Regions from separate parts of the Ovis aries genome. Here region 2 is linked to region 1. Evidence: chromatin contacts called from public Hi-C data. All regions are on one chromosome and are shown on one strand. Each heading gives the region's core, a stretch centred on a gene start, on an enhancer-like site or on the middle of the called end of the contact. The rest is flanking DNA. Distances are from core to core; before and after follow the strand shown. Region 1 holds the start of HINT3 (histidine triad nucleotide binding protein 3). Region 2 holds the start of NCOA7 (nuclear receptor coactivator 7).

Region 1 (5,259 bases), core at 1,969-4,468:
TCATGACACTTGCTTCGTCCTGCAGTCCTCGGGGTCCATGTAGTCCCCAGGAGTGGTCTGAGGCTTAGCTCAGAAATGACCAGTGGGAGGCCTTGTCTTAGTACTAGATGTGGAGAAAACCCCTCAAGTCATGAGAGAAGAGCAACACATCTGTGAGCCAGGGGAAAGCCTGTGATGCCTGTTGCAAGCACAGGCATGATCCACAGGTGAGTAAATCGGTGTGTGAGCTGGACTCCCATTCGCAATTGTGCTACTGTGCTGCTGCTTGCATCCTACTGCTTTGCACGGCCACCCTCGCCAGAGAATTAACTCCCTTGTCCATGCTGGTTTAAGGGAAAATTCTCCACCCCCAAGATGCTCTGTTATTGACCCTGTGTGCCCTACTAGTCCATGTAACCAGGAAAAAATAGTGAGAACACTCACTCATCAACATTTCCAAAATCATGTCCAAAAGAGAACATTTAAAATAATGCTGGATATACCATCAACACTCACCACCCCAGCTGGATACTGGCCCTCCCCTTGCATTTCCCCTGATCCTTCCGGTTCCAATATTGATTAACAAAATAAATTGGGGACAGTTGCCACCCCTTCCCTCTCTGCTAGTCACGCTTGCACTTTCCAGGGGGCTATTACAATGCTTTAACCTGAATCCCCTATACAACGACCCAAGGCACGGGGCACGCTATGTTAAACTGCACAAATAGTACTTGTTTCATATGCCTACCCCCCAACCCCCGGCAACTGGAGACAGAATTACACCAGATATTCTGCCTCTTATGTAGGGAGAAACTGTACTTACAACCTCCCGTGTCCTGTTTCAAACTATGGCTCCGTCTTCCTAAACAACATGGAAGGGGAGTGTGAATGGTTGAAAGAAATATCTCATCCACCTGTCAATCCAATTCAACCTGCCTGTGGGACATCGAGCAAATAATGAGCTGGACTACAGTTGTCAACTCTGACAAAACCAACCAGATCACACTGAAGCATTTCATGAAGACCTTTATAACGTGATATAATCTAAATTACCAACATAAAGATTTGTGGTCTCCTAGTTGCATATGTACTAGCAACAGCTATGTCCTTCAGGGACTATCAGGTCTGAACAATCGTAAGACATTCAGAAGGGTTTGCCCCCTTGAAGGGTTTGTTTTCCTCTGAAGACACCCAAAACATCGTGTTATGGAGTTATGCCAGGCCATGCCCTTTTCCCAAGGCCTTCATACTATGGTCTGTAAATGCACTGATGATGTCCACTTCGTGTGAGAGTGTCCTGTATGGTCTATAGGGATAAGAGGGATATTATCTATAATAGGACCAGGCTGGCTCACTCCCAAATCTGGAGAGCAAAAGGAATGATCTTAGCACAGGGCAGGGCTAGTCATAGGACAGGCAGCTCTACACGGAGGCTTAACTTATCATGAAGTAACACTGGGAAATTTCACCCGGACAGTGTGGTTGTGTGATGGAACTGATAGAACAAGCCTTAATGGGACCTAAGACCTCTCTTGTCTCTTTAGCTAATATAGTTCTTCATAATCGCCTGGCTCTTTGTTACTTTCTGGCAGAACAAGGCAGAGTTTGTTTGGTAACTAATACTTCCTGCTGTGCCTGGATCAGTGCAACAGGACAGGTGGATGTTAATATTAAAGAAATACTCACCCATGCAGAACGGCGTCACAATTGTGGCAAGAGCAACACAATCTCACTGTCTGGTCAACACTGACAGGAGCCCTACTCCCAAAGTTAACTTGGTTTCTTCCATTTCTAGGCCCGTTAGTGGCTTTTTTCGGCTCTTGTCTGGTTAATCTTTTGGTTAACTTTGTATCTTCTAGGCTCCAGCAATTTCAAGTTAGGCTCATTATGACTCAAGGGTTTCAATCCATTCCAGCAGAGGGTGGCCCAGGTCCCTACATGTCCTTGAAACAGTCAGCAAGGGACTTCTAAACCTCTAATGTAAGCTAGGGTCTGAGACCCCTTGTCCAGCCAGAAGATGCTTCAGAAGAGGAAAACTTCAGCCCCTTAACCCTTAAAAATAAGGGGTGCAAAAGCTCACAGCGGGGGAATGAGAGAGACTGAGGACTTGGGACCCTTTGCTACAGTGTTTGCATGTGGACAAATGTCTGCTTGAGCAACAGAATATAAAGAAACTAAAGGACTAAAAATAACTGCTTGCAAGTTTTGAGCAAGCTCTAGGGAGTTGGTGATTGACCCAGAAGCCTGGCATGCTGCAGTCCATGGGGTCACAAAGAGTTGGACAGGACTGAGGGACTGAACTGAACTGAAGTACAGCCTGAACAAGTTATAAGCAACAAGGTACAAAAAGACCAAAAACCCAGCTGCTACTTCTGCGATGTCCTGAGCAGAAAGAGGGTGTTAGTATTACTCATGATCCCTGCACACAGCACCCTCAAGAGGGTGGGGGTGGTTGGGCCGACCTACTAAGCCACGTCCCCCCCCACCCCCGCCCGCCGATAGACCCCCAGATCTGGCCCGGCCCTCATCCCATTTAAGGGACCAACTCATGCGCCCCTCCCAACCCAGGGAGCCAGCAAGGGAATGTGTTACTCATTTTTCGCTCTTTCCCGAAGCACAACTCCCAAGAAAGCCCTGCCTGAATTTCTTGTCAATTTCTTGAAGTTTCTAGGTCAATTCCTCGTCAATTTCTATGAAGTTCCGGAATATGTCAGACTATAAACTACAGGATTCCGCATTTATCTGTGTATGAAGAATGAGATAAAGCCCACTATTTTGATCTAGCTGGTGCTGTCAATAATAACAACAAAAGGTAAAAACAGGTGTGAAGTTCTGTTTTGATATTTTGAGCCTTATCACCTAAAATTATCATGGTATTAAATGGATACCCAAAGTATCGAAAATAGTCTGTGTAGAAAACAAAGCTCTAGAAATGTTCATTCTCGTAAAACCTACGAATTAAAAAAAAATTTTTTTTTTAAAATTTTAAGACATCGCTATACACTCGAGGTACTTTATGTTACTGGGCTCAGGGAGAAGACCTTCAATAAGTTCCAGTTGGCCCCCGGGTAGAGCGCGAACGTGAGGTCATCGCGGCGTGGGGCGCGAGCCGGCGTTGTGGCGGAAGTCCTGCGTCGTTACCACCGAGACGCACGGGGATGGGCGGCTGCCGCCGGCGGCGGCGGCTCTTCCGTGCCGCGTCCTTGCGCGCCCCCGAGTGGCAGTCAGCGTGAAGGCCAGCCTCTGGCTTCTGCGGCTTCGCGGCGAGTCGCCTTGCGGCTCCGGTGGCCCTGGATCCGCGCGGTGCCCAGTCCCTGCCCGGCCCAGCGCCAGACAAGGGGCGACGCCTCGAGGTAAAATCTAGGAGGTGCAGGAGGCGAACTCTGCAGGAGGCCCTGTTGTCCCGGAGAAGCCTCTCAGCGGCGCAGACGAGCGGGTGCGATGATGGAGGAGGAGGAATGCGGTTTAGGGAAGTCGTGTGCCCGCTCTGAGCCAGTGGCGGCTGCCCAACCGGCGGGATCCCCAGGGGAGACCCCCGCGGTCACCGCAGAGTCCCCGGAGCTCGCGAACTACAGTAGCAAGTGCGTGTTCTGCCGGATCGCGGCGCACCAGGACCCCGGCACCGAACTCCTGCACTGTGAGGTGGGCTGCGACGCGCGACCCGGCGCGGGTGGGATCCGGAACGCCCTCGGGGGGCTCCGCTTAGGGCGCCTCAGCTTAGGGGGGCCTCGCCGGCGTGGATCGGGTGGGGACGGTCCTGCGTAAATGGAGCTGGAGGAGGCTGGGTGTCCTAGTGATAGAGACAGGCTTGTTTCTCTAGGCGCCGGGAGTGTCGCCAGCCTCGTTTACTGTTCTAAGGGGAGAAAATGTAGAGATAAAACCTCTCTCCGCAGCTGCCAAGGTGGTCGGTGGACAATAGTGACCTCTGATTTTATTAAAGGAACCTCCCCCTGCCCCACCTCCCCCCACTCTTCTAGACACTGCCTTTACATTCTGCAAATACTGATTCTGAAAACAAACTAGTAGAAAATAGATAATGGTGACTGTGACAAGCCCATTTGTTAGATCCGCTGAAAATAGGCTGGCAGAAGTGGTCCGTGGTCACACTATTAGTTAATGCATTCTGATTTCCACAGTTCCTTAGAAGTGTTATTATCAGTTGGGGAAATTTTCAAAGCATTTAGACTTTGCTCAGATATTTTAAAACAGGTATCGGGTAGGTACTTTCGTCTACCTGCTTGACTCGCCTTTAAAGAAACAGTCTTTTGAAAGAATCAGCTCCAAAGATTCTGGGCTTTGTTTTTGTTTTGTAATAATCATTCATTGGTTAAAAGTAAATTGAATTCCTTCTAAGCACTGTTGGAGATTCAGTGCTGAGCAAGGTAAATAAAGGCCAGCAGTCCCTGTCTACATTTTATAACATAAAGGGTGGAGTCAGTACCGACAGAAGAGGCAGCTGATAGTGTGCTCCGTGCTATGGTGAGATGGTTTTACCACCTGCAGTATTTTGCAAGGCCCGTGGGAGGGGCACCTGACCAGATTTGAAGGGTTAGGGAAGACCTTCCAGAGGAAGTGAGACATGAAAAAATAAGCATGGTCAGGTGAGGAGGAGGAGAGAACAATGTCTTGGGTAAAGAGAACCTTCCGCGGTTTGGTCTCTGCCACAGGCGAATAGAAATTCAATCTAACTGGAGCATAGAGTTTGAAGGGGTGAGTGGTAAAAACTGAGGGTGGAGAGGTAGGCGAGGGCCAAGTTATTAAGGCTGTTGTACTTCATGTTAAGCAGTTTGGGCTTTATATGAAGAGTGAGGGGAAGGAAGCGCCACAGTTTATTGCTACTGTTCATGCTGAGTTGGAAGAAAAGGGTTGAGGTCCATGAAAACGTTTGATCTTTGAAAGATCATCTGGTACCCTGGGGAAGGGTGATTTGGAGAGGGCCAGGCTGGAGGCATAGAGACTGGTTATGAAGCTGTTGAGGTAGTCTAGCCTGATTTAAAATGTAGTAATGGGGATGAAGAAAAGCAGATCAATTTAGGAATAATTAGGAGTCTGACAATGGAGAGGTCTGCATCGCTAGCCCAGATGATAGGAACTGCCAGCTTATAGGTGGAAATTGAAAAGAGGGAAATTAATAAGATCACCTAGGACATATTTTTAGGGTAGTGAAGGGATCCCTGCACAGAACTCTAAAGAACACTAACATCGTAAGAGAAAGGCAGAGGATGAAGACCTGAAAAGGGGACAGAGAAACTAGGAAAGCGAAGAGAGAGGAATATGTTG
Region 2 (5,259 bases), core at 2,051-4,550, 180 kb before region 1:
GCATCACTGACGCAATGGACATGAGTTTGAGTACACTCCAGGAGCTGGTGATGGACAGGGAGGCCTGGTGTGCTGCTGTCCATGGGGTCGCAAAGAGTCAGACCGGACTGAGTGATTGAACTGAACTTGTGACTCAGTGGACTGTAGCCTGTCAGGTTCTTTTGTCCATGGGATTTGCCAGGCAAGAATACTGGAGTGGGTTGCCATTTCCTTCTGCAGGGTGTTTTTCCGACCCAGGGATTGAACCTACTTCTCCTACATTGACAGGTCTCTTCTTTACCACTGAGCCACCTGGGAAGCCCTCAATCCCTGTGTGTGCTGTGCTGTGCTTAGAAGCTCAGTCATTTCCAACTCTTTGTGACTCCATGGACTGTAGTCTGCTAGGCTCCTCTGTCCATAGGGATTCTCCAGGCAAGAACACTGGAGTGGGTTGCCATGCCCTCCTCCAGCGGATCTTCCCAACCCAGGGATCAAACCCAAGTCTCCACATTGCAGGTGGATTCTTTACCCTCTGAGCCACCAGGGAAGCCCTGTATCAATCCTGATATTTGTTACTATTATCATCTGCCTTTTCCAGATAACAGCAACAGAGGTTAAATTATTTACCCAAGGTCAGCATGTGATGGAGCTGAAGTCTGAAGCCAGAGCCTAAACTCTTAGAGATTACCCTGTTAAGAAGTACACATTCTACTGAGGTTTGATTTGTACTGTACACTGCTCCCAAATAGGATTTCCCAAATAGGATTTCCCAAATAAGTTTACATACTATATCTTTTATCTCAATTAAAATTTCACTTTCTACTTAGAGCAGTGCTGTCTAAAAGGATTTCTTGAAATAACGGAAATTTCTATTCTCTGCTCTCCAATGAGTCGTCTCTAGCCACGGGTAGCTCTTTAGCACTTGAAATGTGGCTAGTGGAATGGAAAACTACATTTTAAATTTAGTTTAAATTTAAATGGGCACATGTGGTTAGTGGGCACTGTATGAGACAGCACAGATCTAGAGCAGAAGGAGATGGTTTATTTCTTTGGACTTCTCTGTAAAGACAAGGCTTAGGCAAATCAGTAAACGTTGAGTAAATGAAAAACCAATAGTAAAGGGGGAATTTTCTCCCTCTTTAAACTGAAGGGCAGAAGTCTTTATTCTACCGAAACTTTCACTGTAATAAAATGTTATAATAAGCATGTGATATAGCCTGTAGTTCTAGAGCAGTTCATGAAGATAGTAAAGAGGATCCTTAAATTAGAAGCAATGTTTTTGAAAGGTGGAGAAACATTTTATGATTGATGGTTAGTACTTTTAAAATATGTTTGTCTAATAAAAAAAGATCACTATTTTTTTTCTTGACAAAATCTGGGGTCCATAGAGAGAAAAACAAAAGGGGACTCTTGGTGGAAGGATGGAAGCAGTCCAGAATTGCAACTCAAAGGATATTTCCTGCACAAACTACTATCTAAAGCAGACCTCTTTACAAATGTTAAGAGTAAGCAACTGCCAAATCTCACTGGGAGACTTCATTCTTTCACTTATTCATCACATATATACATATGTTGGTCAAGTCGTTCTGAATATGGGGCAAAATAGGTACTTTTGAAAACAAAATGGGGCTCTCAATCAAATCAGAGTCTCTGGATGTGACCGAGGCTTGGGGCTTGTGTTTCCTGACCCATACACAACGCAGGTCCTACCCTGCTGGATGTCTATTTAGAAGAATTCATCTCGAAAATTTTATCACGATTTTACCACAGCTTGTACTGCTGTGGAACGTGTCTTTGCCAGTTTTTACATTAATCTTAGATTTCAAAAACATCAAAGAAGTGTGAGAGCCTCTCAGTTTCTCTGGAGGTCCCAAACCAAGTTCTTCTGATTCAATGAAATCAGCTCTTTAAATTGCAGGAGGCTTATTTTCCCTTGGAAATCATTTACAAATAACATAATGCCTAAAGAAAAAAAAAAAAAAAAAGGAAAATTTCCAATTCCTCACAGTCAAAGCAAAAAGATATAAACCCGAGGTCCAGTTTTATACATGCTCAGTACAGAATTGGGTAATTATTCCATATTTTGCAAGACGCAACCAGTTGCAACTGAAATTCCAAAGCCATCTCTGTGAAATGCTTCGCTTGTCTTTCACGAGAGGCTGTTACAGCATAAGCAACAACAAGCCAGAAGAGGCTGCTATCTCTTGGGCCTGTGTGTCTGGCCTCTGACACACCAGTGTTATCGCACCAGCTGCAGGCTCCACCATTAAGTCTTTTCCTTACGTAAGGGTCAATTTCACGGCCAAATCCACCTAGTCATCTTGCAGTGCTGGTCATGGGACCTTAGAAGGAACAGCTCCCCAATGGGGATGGGAAGCTCACAGGCACTGGCCCGCAGCTGATGCCAAGCTTCCCAACCCAGGCTCCCTCCGGTCTTTGCCAAGAGTCTGCCTGGAGGGCTCAATTGCTCGGTCCCCACTGCTGCAATGACAGCAACTTGTCAGCACCCCGGATGCTGTGCGGAGGATGGGAGCGGGAGCGGGGTGAGGACATGGGGGCCCCTCTGCGAAACACAACGCCAGAAAGGACAGAAGGATGAGTTTATTGTGACCAGCGGTCCCCGAGCTACAAGGAACCTCAGGGCTTTCATGCTCGGGGAGACACGAACTCGAGCTCTGCTCTCAAAGCCGTATTCACACTGAGAGTGGTGGCCAGCAGTAGGGGATTACCCGCCCGGGGCGAGGTAAGAAGACCTTAGGCTCCGCCGCCGGCAGGCCGGCCGCGGGAAGCGCCACGAGCTCACTCCCGGGAGGCGTCACAAAGGGCCGCGGCCTGCAGAGGCCGCGCGCGCAGCTCTCTTGGGGCGGAGCCGCCGGGCCGGGGCTGGGGCTGCGCCCGGGCCGCCGAGGCTGCCAGCCGTCGCGGGTGCCCCCAGCCTCCCAGCCCGGAGATCGCCGGGGCGGGGAGGATGCAGCAGCTGCAGCCCGAGCGGCCGAGCCAAACCTCCGAGCTCCCCGGCCCCCGCCGCGGCGCAGGGGCGCCGAGCGTGGTGCGGCCCGGGCGGAGCTAGAGGCGGGCGTCTGCACCGCGTCGTCCCACCCGCAGCTCCCCGCCTCCGGCCGGGCCCGGCAGCCTGTCGCGGCCGAGGTCCTGACTCGCGGGCGCACCCGCAGGGTTGGCTAGGCGCCGCGCGGCGTGGAGAGGCCCGAGCAGTCCACTAGCGCGGGACGCCGGTCCCGCGGGGCGCGCGCCGGGGCGCTCCTCCCTCCCGCCCAGCTCCGCGTCACCGCGCGGTCCTCCCCCGGCCCCTCCTCCCACCCACCCCGGAGGATGCGCTCCCCCGCGCCCAGCGGCAGAGGCCACCGCTCCCAGAAATGCGAGCTCCCGACGCCCTTCTCCGGGACCCGAGGAGCCGGCGCCCCCGCCCTGCAGTAGGTAGGTGGCGAGGCGGGCGCCGGCCCTGGCCGCCACCCGCGGCTGATGCTGCCGCTGCGGAGGGGCGGGGGGCCGGGGCCGGGACCCGCGAAACTTGCCTCGCGCCGGAGCTCGGTGCGGCGCCCGGAGGTGTTCTAATGGCGCTGGGCGCAGCACCCCCCCTGTTAACCTGACAGCCTCCTCTTGAGCTCGGCAGGCCGAGCGGTGGCGAAGGAGAGCGTGACCCTTCCCCGTCCAGCCCCTGGGCCCGGAGGGGCCCGCGCTGCTTGCAGGGGCGGGGAGGATGGATTGGTGTGAGGATTATTGGGGGATGGAGAGAGGGAGCACGGCCGAATTTTCAGGAACTCAGGTGGATAAATGTCACCGTATTTTTTCGGCCTGATGAACAGATGCCTTCTTTCTGTATTCTCCCAATGTGCAGCCACGCAAAGAGTTATTCTAGCGGCAGGTAGAAGTCACTCAGGATTTTGATGTATTTCGGAGCTAGCTGATTGATAACGTGAAAGTGACGTCTCAGATTCTTGTACTCAGTCATTTAGGGCCAGTTGGAGAAGGCCCCTTTAGAAATCAGATATTCAGGAGCTAGATGAGGCTGGGGAATTCTCGTGCTGCTTACCTGGGAGCGAGCCTTCAGCTTTCCTGAAGAGATGTGTTTGGAAGCATGGCAAGTTTGATACAGGTGTAGGGAGTTTAGAATCTGCTGGAAAGATGCTCGGAGTCGGCCAGCAGAGGCAGCCTTGGGCGCAGCCTAGCTTCCAGCTAGATGTTAATAAGGTTTGTACTTTTGAGAAACTGGCTATAAATTGTTTCTTCTCTCCCATGTACGATGTAAAGTTCGTACATCAGAACGAACGATAACCTTTTGGCAAGATTCTCTCTTCACAGGCTATCATGTTTAAATTTCGTATTAAGCAGTAAAGTTAAGAGAGGGAAACTGGATCATTGTACGCTCCGATTTTATTAACGTATTAAGGTTGAGAGCTACAGGAGGATAGAGACTTCCTCTTGTTCAGTCTCCTAATCCCCTGGTCTGATACATAATAGGTTCTCGTGGGTTATTTGTTGAATGAGCTGTGTTTCAGGCTTCATCGAAAGACAGTTTAGGTTTAAAACATATTGTTTACTCTATGGTGCTTGAAGCTTAACTGTATTTTTAAAATTACTTCTTGGCATAAATAGTCAAAATCAGTTATGTCAACATTTAAGTTGAATTTTGACATTTTTAAGACCATATGTTTTCCTTCTTTAATGTGTTGTTAAATAAGGTAATTCTCCCCAAATGCTAATATAATTTCATTTTTAAGCTGGCACATTTTTTCTAATGGGTAATCAAACCTATTTTAATTAAACTCTAAAACACACTTAAAAAGTGGCGACTTGTGTAAAGGAAATTTCAGGTTACTCCAGGAATAACAGCGATTTGGTTAATAAGTGACATATTAACTTATTTTAGGGTTGAGTTGTTGTGGTTGACCTAATTATAATGTATTTATTACAGGTAAAGGTGAAAATAAAACATTTAGAAGAGTCTGTAATTCCTAAATGATTCAAAATACGTGATATAGATACACGTTTTCAACAGTATGGGTTTCCCTCAGTATATAAACATAGCAGTTTTCAAGCTCGAGAACTAAAGTGGTTGTGAAATCAAGGGTTTGGAAGATTTGTTTCCTTTCTCCTTTTAAATTTTATATTATCTTGAAATCATCAAGGATAACTGCATTACATTTGATTTGCTTTATTTTTGCACTATGGTATTTCCAGTTTTGTTTTTATTTTTCCATTATGTAAGTTTTATGAGTCAGAATTAACCTTTTTTCACTTTGTTTAACAAAATTGTCTGCG

Evidence for each region. A called contact is a pair of places that touch in the nucleus more often than the background predicts.
Region 2: a contact with region 1 is called in a Hi-C map of hypothalamus, with 5 times the contacts expected there. The contact joins the promoter of NCOA7 here to the promoter of HINT3 in region 1. A contact is called at or near these places in 7 of 16 Hi-C or Micro-C datasets (hypothalamus, liver, mixed tissues and 4 more).

The regions. Positions count from the first base shown.
Region 1 is chr8:12,569,963-12,575,221 of ARS-UI_Ramb_v3.0, reverse strand. HINT3 (histidine triad nucleotide binding protein 3) reads left to right here and starts at 3,218. Exons shown (of 5, transcript XM_027972326.2): 1 at 3,218-3,621. The coding sequence starts at 3,421.
Region 2 is chr8:12,745,729-12,750,987 of ARS-UI_Ramb_v3.0, reverse strand. NCOA7 (nuclear receptor coactivator 7) reads left to right here and starts at 3,300. Exons shown (of 15, transcript XM_060419203.1): 1 at 3,300-3,414.